Linked DNA regions of Zea mays: regions 1 and 2 are each linked to region 3. A link is a contact called in public Hi-C data. All regions are on one chromosome and are shown on one strand. Each heading gives the region's core, a stretch centred on a gene start, on an enhancer-like site or on the middle of the called end of the contact. The rest is flanking DNA. Distances are from core to core; before and after follow the strand shown. Region 1 holds the start of LOC100382564. Region 2 holds the start of LOC100275241. Region 3 holds the start of LOC100283137.

Region 1 (4,613 bases), core at 6-2,505, 850 kb after region 3:
GTTTAGGGCAACAAAAACATTTGCATCTCCAACATTTGAGTCATATATCTTGTTATTAGAAAATATATTGTGTTATTTAGGAGATAACATGTTAGAAATACTATATAAAACTAGGATAAGCCCTATCATATGGGGTCTTGTATTTAGAACCTGAGAGGTCGAGTTCTATAATTATTTGATGATTTTTTATGAAATATGTCCCTTGTTGGAGCATATTTTTGTGTTAGAATCCTACATTTCAAAATAGGACCTCGTCCAAGGTTCTTCTTGAAGATGCCCTAAATCTCACTTTTCCACCATCCTATAAAAGATTCTACCAATCTAAATCTCAGCTTCTTCAGCGATTACCTCTAATTTCATCTCCATACACAATGCACCACATTTCTACTATATTTTAAATTTAACTCCATATATATATATATATATATATATATGTCAGTCTAAAATGGTATGTGTATATTGATTAGTCTAAAATGGTATGTGTATATTGATTACGTGTTTAATTTGTATTTTTTATAAAAAAACATTAAGCAAAATAAGAAAGAAAAATACGTCCCTAAATTTAGGATGTTTCTTAGAGACAATCACCGTGGTTTTAGGGAGCTTTAGGCTCTATTTAGGACAACTATAGCTCCAGAAAATTTTGTAGAGTTGGTGGATCGGGTCATTAGGTGTTCCATAAAATCGTAGAGTTGACGTTGTAAGCCTTTAGAAGACATTTAGATAAACCATTTGTTTATTATTTAGATTAAAAATATTTTTAAAACTATTTAAATTAATATTATAAACTATCACAAACACCCCTTTAGAGCATCTCCAAAAAACTAGCTAAATATCTTGTCAAACTAACTTTTATCTACTTAATAGCATAAATAGCTCTCTTTGTTAAGCTATCTGGCTCTCTAAATTAACTCTTTCACTAGCTAAATTTGACTAGCAACTCTCGCTATCTAAACTAACTTACATATTAGAGAGTCTGTTGAAATGAGACATTATATATAGAGTTTAATATTTATAGATAGACAAATAAATAGTTAAATAAAGAGTTAAAAATAAAGAGTATGTCGAAGATTAGAGAAGCTTTGAAAACAACCGTTTCGTCAGTCTAAAGCCCCAACTCATCTGCAGTCCAGACTGCGCCTGTCGTCCAAGTCAGTCCACAACGGACCACCTAACCAAACAAGGCCACATTGGGTGCACGGGAGGAGGCCTGGGCTGCCACAACCCACAAGGAGGCCAGGGACCAATCACAGACAGTCATCTTCTCCCGTTCACGTAACGTGCACTAGGGTTTATGGTTTAGGGCGACCGCCGCCGTCCTACGTCCAGCGGCCAGGTTTTCTTCTGGCCCTCTGCGCTGACTACAACCCACCACCTCCGGTATGCCTGCCTCTTCTTTTTCCTCCATGCCATGTAAAATTTAGCATCCGAACCCTAACTTGAGCTATTTGGGTTTAGGGTTAGGTTTTGGATTTGGAGACATGGCGGAAGTGGTGGACAAGCTCAAGGACTACGATATCAAGAAGGAGGGAGAAGCAGAGATCCTCCTGCACAAGAAGAACTCCGTCTTCTTTAATCCCGTGCAGGTCTGGAAATTTTCCATTTTTCGTATTATTTCCTTTTTAAAAAATGAGGGTGTTGTTCTATCGGTTCCTTATCTCTGCACCCTTAAATTTGCTTGTAGCGACTTAATGTAGTGACTTGTTGACTTCCAGCTGATAATTTATCTTTACCGCTTGTAGAGCTCATGCTTTGTGGTATTCTTGAGGGTTCCAGATTGAGTGTGTTGGGTGGTGATTGCCTGATTGGTATGGGATAGGCTTCAAGTTTATCCAGTTCTACCATTAGCGTGCTTTGTGCCACAATTCATTTGCATTTACTAGTACTTCACATAGACCTGTAGCGGTTAAGCTGTCTATTGCACAGAGACCAAACAGCGAATTGTATTTTTGTATGTGCCTTGTTATCTTGCTGCCAACTGATTTTCTTTGGAAATCAATTAGTGATCAAGTTGTCCACTCCAAGTTTACCTCATTCTACCAGTTTGTGCAGTTAAATGAATTTATCCACACCTATTTTCTTATCATGGTGTATGAGAACAGTGTAAGTTTCAAATTGCTTAGATATATTGCAAATTCAAAACAGTAGATTGAACTTCTGCATGCAATATTCTGGTATTGAATTATGCACCTGGCAAAAGAAGTCTAATGATTTTACAACAACAACAACAACAACAACAAAACCTTTTAGTCCCAAGCTAAGGTAGGCTAGAGATGAAGCCCACCAGAAGCCACAAATCAAGGTTCAGGCACGTGAATAGCTGTTTTTCATTTGCTTCTATTTAAGGCTAAATATCTGGCAATATTTTATCCTTTCAAATATCGTACTGCCTCTTCCCATGTCAACTTCAGCTTTCTTCAGCCTCTTCCCATTACTATCGCACCTTAGGATTCCACTACTCATTGGTACCTATAGAGGTCTTATTTGGATTTGTCCAAGTCATCTCAATTGGTGTTGGACAAGCTTTTCTTCAATTGGTGCTATCCGTAGCCTATCACATATATCATTGTTTTGAACTCGAACTCTTCTTCTATGGCCACAAATTCAATGCAACACACATATTTTCGCAATACTTATAATTGAACATGGTGTCTTTTTGTAGGCCAACATTTTTGCACCATACAACACTAACCTCAGATTCTTAGATCCTACACGCAAAACGTCTATTGGTGTCATCAAAAGAGTCATCCGACTCAAATGTTGTATCCCTATTCTGTCCATTGAACGATTGGTCAAAATACTCTCGCCATCTATGCCTAATGGTTTCACATTAGAGTAATTATTATGGCTTCATTGAAGAAGACACCGGTTTCAAATTGTGATGTAACTCCCTGATTTTTTCCCTAACAGATACATAGCTATGAAACATTTCTTTCTCGAATGAAAGTAGTTAGGGGTAATATCCCAGTTATACCATCATACAGATTTCTGAAAATTGAAGTTTACTGCTTTGACTAGGTTCACAACAGAGACATGTCCATTGCTGTTTTAAGGACCTTTGTTGCCAAGCGTAAGGAAGAACATGAAGCGCTGGTGGACAAGAGGAATACATCACATAAAAAAAATAAACAAAGTGAAACATCCAGTCAAAATGGAGAGGATGCGTCAACTGGCCAGCAAGATGAAATGGATGTTGTTTGTGAAAAGGAGCTGAATAAAGCTGAAGATCAAATTGATGATCTGTCGAAAGAAGCAACAGAACCTTCTTGGAAAGTAACCAGAGAGCTTAAGCCACCACTTGTTCTTGAGGTGAGAGTGTGAGATTTCTCATAACAATCTCTACTATATTTAACGCGCTCGCCTCCCGCATGTTCGCTCTGCCCCTGTGCAAAATAAACAAAAATACCGCAGGTGCTGAGGCTCGAACCTAGACCGTTCGGAGAAGAGCATTGTCCCCTAGCCACTATTCTCAGACTTGCTTGTGCTATATTTTGTGTTATATACTACTAGAGATTGGAGGCTGCTGGTTTGGTCTTCACGACTCACTTGGAAGCAAACAATGTTCCATGAATCATTAGAATGATTAGAGATTTCAAATGGTCAAATAGCTCAATAATCTCTACTATCTATTATGATTTTATGCAAAAATAAGGTAAAGTTGTGCACAAGTGAAGGTTCGAACATTAGTCGTTAGCTCTACATTCACTCACCTAACCAATAGAAAACACATATTTTCGTGTTTTATTAAAATAAAGTCTACCAAATGATATATAAAAACCGTAGCAATGCACAGACATCTGACTAGTATGGAAGTTAGGTATGAAACGGATCAATACGAACAGATATATATGGATATGAATACAGATAATTATTTTTTGTTGGATTCAGACTTGGACACAAATATTGTCAGGTGTGTTGGATACAAATACTAACAGATAGTTTGGGTCAAGGTATAGTCAGATAATAATAAAAAATACTCCTATCTGTATCATATAGCCAACTTCAATATCCATCTGAAAGGGACATTGAATATATGGGCTTTGTTACAGATGGATTTAAATCATTTGGAAGGATGGATAGATGGGAAGATCTTTCCCACATTTCATCCATAATGGAAATGCACTTTCTGTATACTTCTACATTAATGTTAACTGAGATCTAGTTTTTTTTTCCTTAAAAAAATCTAGTTTTCTTGTCATAATCTAGGCTTGTAGATTGCACTGCTAATTTTTTTTGCCAGGCTTTGGCTGCTACTGGGTTGCGGTCTCTCCGGTATGCCCGTGAAGTTGAGGGCTTAGGAAAGGTAGTTGCTCTGGACAATGATAAAGGTAATGCTACAGTTTACTAAACTTGCTTCTTATTTTCCTAGCTATTGACGCCTCCACATTTGATTTCACTAATTCACCATGGTTCTTATTTGTTCAGCTTCTATTGAAGATTGCAAACGAAACATAAAGTTCAATGGTGCTTCCGCTACTAGTAAGGTGGAAGCTTACTTGGTTGATGCTCGAATTCACATGCTGACGCATCCAAAAGAATTTGATGTGGTAAGGCATTCGAGAGAAAAAAAAATATTTCTAAATCTGACTTTTTGTTACCCTTATTCTTTCTAA
Region 2 (4,519 bases), core at 1,976-4,475, 700 kb after region 3:
CAAGGCAGCAGTACGGTTTGCTTCATTTCTCCATTCCTAACGCACGGCCTCACCGCCCAGAAAGATCAGTGATTGGGGGAGTTTGATCTACCATCTTGTGCTGGACCACCTAAAAGCAAAACCATTCCTCCCCCAGTTTCATCCCTTGGGTCTGATCTCTCAGCAGGGGGTGCCCTCCTAGCAGAAGCTCGGCGCATTGGCTCGAACAATCTACCAGCCACATCAGGAGGTTGCTCAAAGGATTCCTCCCCAGGCAGAACAAGGAGCCCTTCATTGCGGAGCATGGAGGGTTCATGGTAGCATGTGATCCAAAGTGAGTCAACAAGCTGCCGCTCTTCTCGTGCAGCATCCAAATCTTCAGGAGTCATCGTCCTTATGCTTTCCATACGTCCACGGAGAAGCCTTCGTAACCTGTCATGTTCTGCTAGTAGATTCCTATTTCCAAGTGTCGTGTCCCTTGCAAGCTCAAGCAAGCCCCCTAATGCTGCCTCTCGAACACCGGAGTCATCGCTGGATGCCAAACGCATCATAAGGTGGGGGAAACCTAACTGTGCAAATACTGAACAATCTGAATGGCTTTCGCTGAGCAGATAGTGAGTCAGACTCAATGCTTTCCTGATAGACACACACAAAAAAAAGACCAAAAACACCTCAGTCAAATAACATGAAGGCAAGGCATTTTTCCAAAAAACATCACCTCAGGATTTCGAATCAATTGTGTTACCTCTGAAACCTTGCACTTTCTGAATTCAATGCATCTCTTAGTCCACTATATCCGTTGGCTAAACGAAATGCAGAAACTCCTGGTTTGTTGTTTCGAATCAGAGCTGAATATTTAATGAGGGCATAATTAGACATGTCAATTTAGGATGTAATATATACTATGTCCATCTAAAAATGTGGACAAAACACTTACAAGATAGTGCACCAAGAGCTTTTATCCGAGCAGTAAGGTCAGGATCTGATCTGAAATTGGATAAGAGAGGTTCAAACCCACTAGCTTCCATGACCAACTGCTGGCTGGTCGGATTGTTCTGAACCACTGTTGTTACCACATCAGCTGCCTTCGCTCGGATACGAGCATTAGAATTTCTGAGGTACTTGATAACTGGAACCAACCCACCAACAGAATGCAAATCTAGAGCACCACATAGAAATGGCAAAATAAGTCATCCAAATAACAAACTGTGAGTATAAAAAATGATAGTTTCACATGATGGATATTTTAAATTAGACTCGTGGCTATTATTGCTTCATTGTGAACAATCAGTTCATCGTTCAGTCAATTATGTTTATTCTAATGGATCAGCTCCCCTTGAAAAAGGTTGCACGGTAGCATATTGAAAGGGGAAGCTGAGAATTCACCTGAATAACAATGTTCTATTGCCAAATACCACTATAGTTGCCTCCATCCATTTGTTTAGCCACCTCAAAAGAAACTACGAATGTCATTTTGAATCACCCAATGATGTGAATGTATTCAGTTCAACACCAAGAATGCATGCCTCCAAGTGCTACCATTGTCTCCTACATATGGAATTGTAGATTTCACTTAAAAGTAAATAATTTGAGTTCCTGTATGTATGAATGAAATATGTTCATAAACCTTAATGCAAGCAGAAATTACGACCTGACACTAGGAGTAGGCGAATTCTAATGGACACACACTCATAACACATATCAGATAGCTATGAAGACTTCTATCATATGATTTGTAATTGTGCAAAAGTCTGGCCCCAAGGAGCCATCCACATCAAGGACCCTCAAGAATCCCACAAAGGAGGTACCATTTTGTATTGTATATCACAACTGAAACCATATTGAGGTAAGGGTGGGGTTAAACAAAGATTACGGCCATAAAACTAGAAGTCGATTGCAAATTGAGATATGAAACATGAGATTTTGTGAAATATAAATGAAATGATAACAAAACATGGGAAAAATTGAACATGAATCTGGGACATACCATTTGCCATGTCGATAGACTCAACATGCACCTGCAGCTCACTCAGCAAATCTGGAATTTTCCGAAGCATGCAGATCAGTATTCATCAGGTATGAGAAATGACATCTGAAACTAAATGCAACTAAGGTCCACATAGTCAGCTTGAAGGCTGTTACAATCTGCAAGTTGAAACAACATTCTAGATTATATAGGCAGACTGTAATCTGCTTCCCCTCAACTTGCAGATTGTTACACTCAACAGGGCTCAAAACATGCCTATGCGTATAACCATTAGATAGATGTCAGTTCTTCAAACAATCAGGTAAGAAGAACACAAGTACAACGAAAAGCCGCATAGAAATATATCTCCACCAATCTTTTCATATTTTTTGGTAAAGGGAGGGTCATTTGTCTAAGCGTTACTGTTCCTTGATGTAAAGCGGAACAACAATAACAAAGCAAATTGGGGTAGGCTAGAGTTGAAATTATGAGCCAGAATAACAAAAAAAAAATGCCTGCCCAATTCCACATCTATAACCATTACTTTGAAGCAATTTGGGCCAGACTAGAGTTGAAATTATGAGCCAGAATAACAAAAAAATTTGCGTCTGCCGGGAGTCGAACCCGGGTCTATTGCTTGGAAGGCAATTATCCTAACCGTTGGACTACAAACGCTGTTATGTGTTAACTGAAATTCATAGTTTTAATACTAAACTTGCAACGCTAAAACTGAAAGATCTAAGCGTAGAAGCCAACACTAGCATGCGTGTTCAGCGAATTTAAGCAGGAGATGTGGGAAATGCATCCTGCAATCATGCAATATAATTGACCCATACCTTCGATGTCGTCGTGGGTGATGCCCTGCGCCTCCAGGACGGCGGGCGGGGTGCTCATGAGCAGCGCAATCTCCCTCATCCGGCTCACCACGTCCATCATCATGTGCTGCTCCACCGCGTCCGCCAGCCACCGCCGCTCCTCCTCTCTGTTGATTGGCACCACCGAAAACCAACACGCGCTTCAGCCACGTCTACAAAGAGAAAAGCAGACATGCGCTGACTTCTCGCCAGCAATCCAACATTCCCTTACCTGACGGCGCGAGAGGGTCCCGCCCCGTCGACGTAGGAGAGGCTCCATTTGAGCAGCCCCGCCCAGCTCAGCCGATCCCCCGCCATCTGTCCTCCTCCCTTTATGCTTCTTAATCCGACGGCGCTTCCGGCGAAAGCAAACCACCGCGCGTCCGGTTTCTCTCAGCGGCTCCCAAAGCTGGTGATGTGTGTGTTCGATCGCGGCGACGCGAGATACTTACACTTCTGGATATTGGGAAGCGATGATGATGATGACTCTTGTATAGCCAAAACGCCAAATGCCGTCACACTCACACCACGTGGTGGTGGTAGGAAGGTTGGGGATAGGGACGGATCTCTCTGGAAATTACTAGGTTGTTCGGGCCCACGCAGCGGTTGCTCCGTGGGCCGGAACGGCCCGTGCTGCACCGGGTCAGGTTAGGTTTTCTGACACGGCCCAGGGCCTTTTCTTCCCTCTCTGTTTCGGCTGTTCGTTTCGACTGTTCATTTGCATCCACGAGCGCCGTGGAGGGAGGGGATGGGATGGCAGCAGTGAGCTCGGTCTGTGTCCTGCCTCTCGCGCCGCTGAGCCAGTGAGCCGTGCTGCTAGGAATGTGTTGTAGGGAGGAGGGAAAAGGGCTTCGAGTACTCCGCAACTCGCGAGGTATGGACTGCGGCGCGGACGCCCTGCTGCTGCTGCCATGGCCGGGGATGCGGAGTTGCCTCTCGAAGAGGCGGAGGCCGCGATGAGATCCGCCGACGACGACAGCGTCACGGCCACGGTGGTCAATATGTACCACTTTTAATATTTGATGGACCAGTTAACAAAAGCTTTACCTGATCGAATCCTAAAATGACTTACATTTGGCATAGGATGCATTAGTTACTAGTTAGAGCAGCTGGCACCTCCCTTCGTCAATAAACCATATTTCCTGTACGAGGCTGGCCGTTGTCATGTTTATGTTCCTCATGTGAAATCTGATCATACAACTGATCTTATCTACTTAGATGATACTGCACACAGCTGTCATGTTTATGTTCCTCATGTGAAATCCGACCTTATAGCTGATCACCTATGCTATGTATCTACCATATTTAGATGATACTGTATACTTAAGTTAGTCTTTGCCTAGCTACTCTGTCCGCTCGAATTAATTTTATGCACATTATGTGTGCTGCTTATGCTAATAATGCTCTTAAGATGCATGTGTCTTACTGTCTTCAACATGTCCTTTTCTCAGGTTTTATGTCATTATGAAGACTGGTTAGCTCCTTGCTTTTGTTAGGTCTGTTCAAATTAGCCTGATTTCTTCTCATTTATTCAAGTTTGTGAGTAACAAGTTATTGTACAACAGATGCTTCGTAAATTCTATGTCGCACTTGAACCACATCGTGCTTCAATCTGAATCTTGCAGTAATAACATGTTTTGATCAGTTGCGTTTCTGGGGTGTTCATATATGGTGCCTTTCACACCAAAAGGTGATAGGGCTGTTACTGGTGTTGGGGGGA
Region 3 (3,978 bases), core at 923-3,422:
GATTGTAATCCTTGAGTGATAGATTGCCACTTAGCATTTCTGGAAGTAGCTTATTAGGCAGTAGCAAATTAGGAGCATGATATTGTGCATGTATCAGCCTGATTGAAGGGCATGCTTTAGTTTGCTTATAATAGCTTACTTAAGCATAGCAATACTATCAGGAAAAAATCCCGAGTTTGATAGCACAAAACCAAGACCACCTCCACTATTCGCATGAGTTTTTTGCTTTGGTTGTGACCTCACCGGCGATGTGTTCAACTGTTCATCTTCATCATTGTATCTCCGGCAAGTTCTAACATTCCTCACATAAATAAAAGACAGAATAATGTAAGTATATGTATCCTCCATACCTGTAGCTTTCTTTGTCAACATAGTAATTTGGTCTTCCAACTGTTGCTTTTCAGCCTCCAGAGAAGCAATACGGGTTTGCTCTTTGGCTAGTTTTTCTTGCTCTTGTTGCCTCAGCTGGGATTGTTCAGCTAATTGTTGTTGCTCCTGTTGCCTTAGCAGTGACTCTTGCTGTGTTGCAATATTGTTAGTTTAGATGTAATGATTAGAGAAAGCGTGAAACAAGATAAACAGGCAGATTTTTTTGAATAAACCTTACCTTTAGCTGTGCCTGTAAATCTTGTATCTCCTTTTCCATGGCAACAGATTCCTCACTTGATGTTCCCATTGTATATCCACTGTAAGTGTGGCCCATTTGCTGCTGCAGGGTATTTAGCTGTGCTCTCAAGGAGGCCGAGTCTTCTTCTGCCTGTACATTTCCAGATTAGCCAAGTGATCATAATGCTGATAATGATCATCTTTCAATAAATACCCTATACTGTTCTTCCTCTGCTTCCTTGAGTCGTTTCTTCATGCTCCTGAGTTGAGCTAGAGCATCCTCCTACTCAGCATACCAGGCAAAAGACATAATGAGATGGCATGCATAATTAGACCATCACTCCATCAGACACATGATAGCACAAATGCAACAAAAAACAGGTGTTCAATACCTTAGCAACTACAGCAGCATCTTTCTCCAAATAAATGTCATTCAAGCTTTTTTTCAAAGAGGGCACTACATTCCGCTCCTGCAGAAAACAAATCAAGCCATTTTTTAAAGGCAACGAAAAACAGGAGCTCAGCAGTCAGCACCAATAACAATATACTCAGAGGCTCACGAGATCATTCAAACGGTTTACAAGGGCGTCCTTCTCAACTTCCTTCTCAGCGATCTAGCAGAGGTAATCAACGTCAGAACCTCCAAGTAACAATGAAACCAAATTGCATATAAAGTACCTTGGACAAGAGCATTTTGTTTTCCCTCTCCAATTCCGTGTTGCCATTTTCAAGTTCTTGAACTCGAGCAAGATGCTAGTATTCATACAAAAATGCTCGGTTACTGGTTACACTCTAAAAAACACCAGGGACTCATATTTGCAACCAGAATGCAATTTATCAACAGTCGAGTGCTCGTGAAGACGTGAACGATATAAAATGCTAAACTGACCTCAGCTCCAGCTCTTTGGTTCCCTAAAGATCATCAGCATTGGTAGAGACACACAGTGACACAGGGAAGGAAAATACAGCACAAAGTTAGCATCAAACCAAACTAAAGCAAATTAAGAGATCATCCGAACGAAAAGTCACCGAGCGAGGGTTGGAGAGAAGGATGTACCAACCGTGAGAGTCGACGTGAGACGCCGCGATCGGGACGGCGTGTTGCATCCTCTCCGCGGCTCTCTTCTGCCGAATCTCCTCCAGCTGCCACAAACACGCGCACAAGATGACATAATTGTCACCTCGGGTCTCAGATCTCAGAAGCTGGTACTATCGGATCACGGATCTGCGTGCCATCTCATTTGAAAAAAGGTCGAAATAACGAGAAACGAGAAGGGGACGTACGGTGCGGCGGCCCCGCGAGGCGTGGGCTTCCATTGAAGTGTCGGCTCAACGGCCAGTGGATCGATTGGGAGCTCCGGTTCTAGGCGGCGGGAGCTCCCTGGTTCCCGCCGTTCCCCGATGTTGCGGATCCGGCCGAAGCTCCCTAATTCCCTCCGTTCTGATGCTGTGGGTGGGTGGGTGAGGCGAGACAGACGAACGGGTGAGGAAGGACCGAAGGACGGATGCGAAGCTTCGGGAAATGATGAAAGAGGGCAGGGTGAGACAGATGCCATGTTTGTTGTAGAAGTCGAACCACGCCGGTAAGAGCCTATTGTTGGTAGAAGCGGAGTTAGTTCATGATTTTAGTTGCTTGTGCATATTCGGAACAACTTTATCTATCTGATTGGTTGCCCGTATCAATTTATCTCGGGTCATCGTATGTGTTAATTTTGTTTGAACTTATATTTGTTTGTTTTGATTTTGTTTGAGCTTATGTTTATTTATTTGTATGTGACCACATGAGTAAATATAAACCAACTCATTTTAAAATTATTAACCTGCATCACTCCATACACTTAAAACTACCGTATCCAGCCGGCTAGGACGCGTCTAGCCTGTCCATACATGCCTAGCTATCCAATCAAGTCTTATATGGTTATGTGTAGATGTCTATTAGACAAGAGTGTATAAATAAAATTTTAAATACGATATAGAACATAAATATAGAATCAGTTTGGCTTGAGTGCCATTGCAAAAGCGTAGCCCATACAATGCAGGTTGCATGCCCACGTATGTAGCCACCTACCGTCTCCGTGGAGCCTAGCCATAAACGGATTCGAAGGGATAAAGTTGGCCATGGCTCCCTTTTTATAATCTCATATACCTAAAGTTTTCAATCTGTTTGTTTGGATTAATCTGTACCGGTTTCTACTGTTTCTACAGTGTTTTTGTCTCTATAGATTGCAGTTGCAGCAGTCCAAACAGTCGACTTTAATCTGAAACGAACAATCCATTTAAATGGGCTAAAATAGTCCCGTTCTAGACCTGCTCATCGGATCGGACCAGTCCTCATGATTCATGTCCTCCTCATTGGTCTTGTCTTCACATATATATGTTTGGTCCCATTTTTTCTTACGCCGCCTGAGCTAGTCCACCCGGATACCATGTTCTAGATACCGTTCACTGTTACCACCTTCTCGACACGAGGCGTTGTCCGCCACCTTCATGTGTCCCCATCATGTTTGTTGTTGTCACGATGTCGTCCCGCTTGACAAGTCTGATCTTACTTGTCGCGACGATATGATCTATCCCCATCGACTTGGTGAACCAGCGAGTCCTGGCTCCCAATCGGAGATGCCACCTAACCTCGCCTCTTTCCCAGCGCTTCCGCTCTTCGAAGAGATCGACATTTTACAGGGTACGCACGGTTTCTATTCGGCCAGCAAGAACTAACAACATTTTTTTGCTTATTTTGTTCATATAGTTTTCTTATTTGAAATTGTATTATACATTGATATGAAACTTGTATTAGTTTTTAAGGTCTTGCTTGATTTCTGTCGATGATTTTCTTGACCCTTCATGAATTATTGTCTTGTCGCTTTAAAACTCTTGGCTACAACTACACGTCCGCAACAGTGAACCAATCACGTGGACGCCGTCTAGTGAGGATCACACGTCCGCCCTCAATTTTTGAACTAAACCGTAACAAATAAAAAAAAACAGAGTAAGTTTAAATTTAAAGTCAACTCACGAACTGGCTCGTTAACAACATAAGTTTTAGTGGCTGAGTTTATTAAGAAATACAAACAGACGAGTCACTGATTAATTGAGTCGAGCAAGCTACCGACCTACCTGTGAGCTTTTCGTATTGTTACTTTGCCTCCAAGCGATGGAAATGCTATCCCAGCCAGGCCTACTGTGGGCCTGTCTTTTGCCGAACAAATCTTTAAAAAGCTTTACTGGTATAAAAATTATAATAAACCATGGGTCCGACGCTGACAACATCCAATTTATTACTCAATTTATGTTCCTCATGGACGCTGACAAATACCTTTCAGAACCTGTCAATGTCTGGCTGTTTGTGATGTCCGGCAAAGAACAGTTCTGAAA

What was found. A called contact is a pair of places that touch in the nucleus more often than the background predicts.
Region 1: a contact with region 3 is called in a Hi-C map of tassel, with 2.2 times the contacts expected there. The contact joins the promoter of LOC100382564 here to the promoter of LOC100283137 in region 3.
Region 2: a Hi-C map of tassel shows a contact between it and region 3, with 5 times the contacts expected there. The contact joins the promoter of LOC100275241 here to the promoter of LOC100283137 in region 3. A contact is called at or near these places in 2 of 25 Hi-C or Micro-C datasets (endosperm and tassel).

Annotation. Positions count from the first base shown.
Region 1 is chr1:39,829,755-39,834,367 of Zm-B73-REFERENCE-NAM-5.0, forward strand. It overlaps LOC100382564, which reads left to right and starts at 1,256. Exons shown (of 13, transcript NM_001353444.1): 1 at 1,256-1,380; 2 at 1,459-1,586; 3 at 3,019-3,309; 4 at 4,241-4,328; 5 at 4,426-4,547. The coding sequence starts at 1,482.
Region 2 is chr1:39,677,909-39,682,427 of Zm-B73-REFERENCE-NAM-5.0, forward strand. It overlaps LOC100275241, which reads right to left and starts at 3,226. Exons shown (of 6, transcript NM_001149376.1): 1 at 3,032-3,226; 2 at 2,782-2,927; 3 at 1,967-2,017; 4 at 917-1,138; 5 at 725-827; 6 at 1-615. The coding sequence starts at 3,117. The coding sequence ends at 66. It overlaps TRNAG-UCC (transfer RNA glycine (anticodon UCC)), which reads right to left and starts at 2,620; the gene lies at 2,549-2,620. It overlaps LOC109943141 (a long non-coding RNA gene), which reads left to right and starts at 3,490. Exons shown (of 2, transcript XR_002265829.3): 1 at 3,490-4,519.
Region 3 is chr1:38,983,510-38,987,487 of Zm-B73-REFERENCE-NAM-5.0, forward strand. LOC100283137 reads right to left here and starts at 2,173. Exons shown (of 15, transcript NR_178182.1): 1 at 1,891-2,173; 2 at 1,668-1,749; 3 at 1,496-1,518; 4 at 1,285-1,359; 5 at 1,167-1,220; 6 at 999-1,076; 7 at 821-889; 8 at 608-757; 9 at 351-519.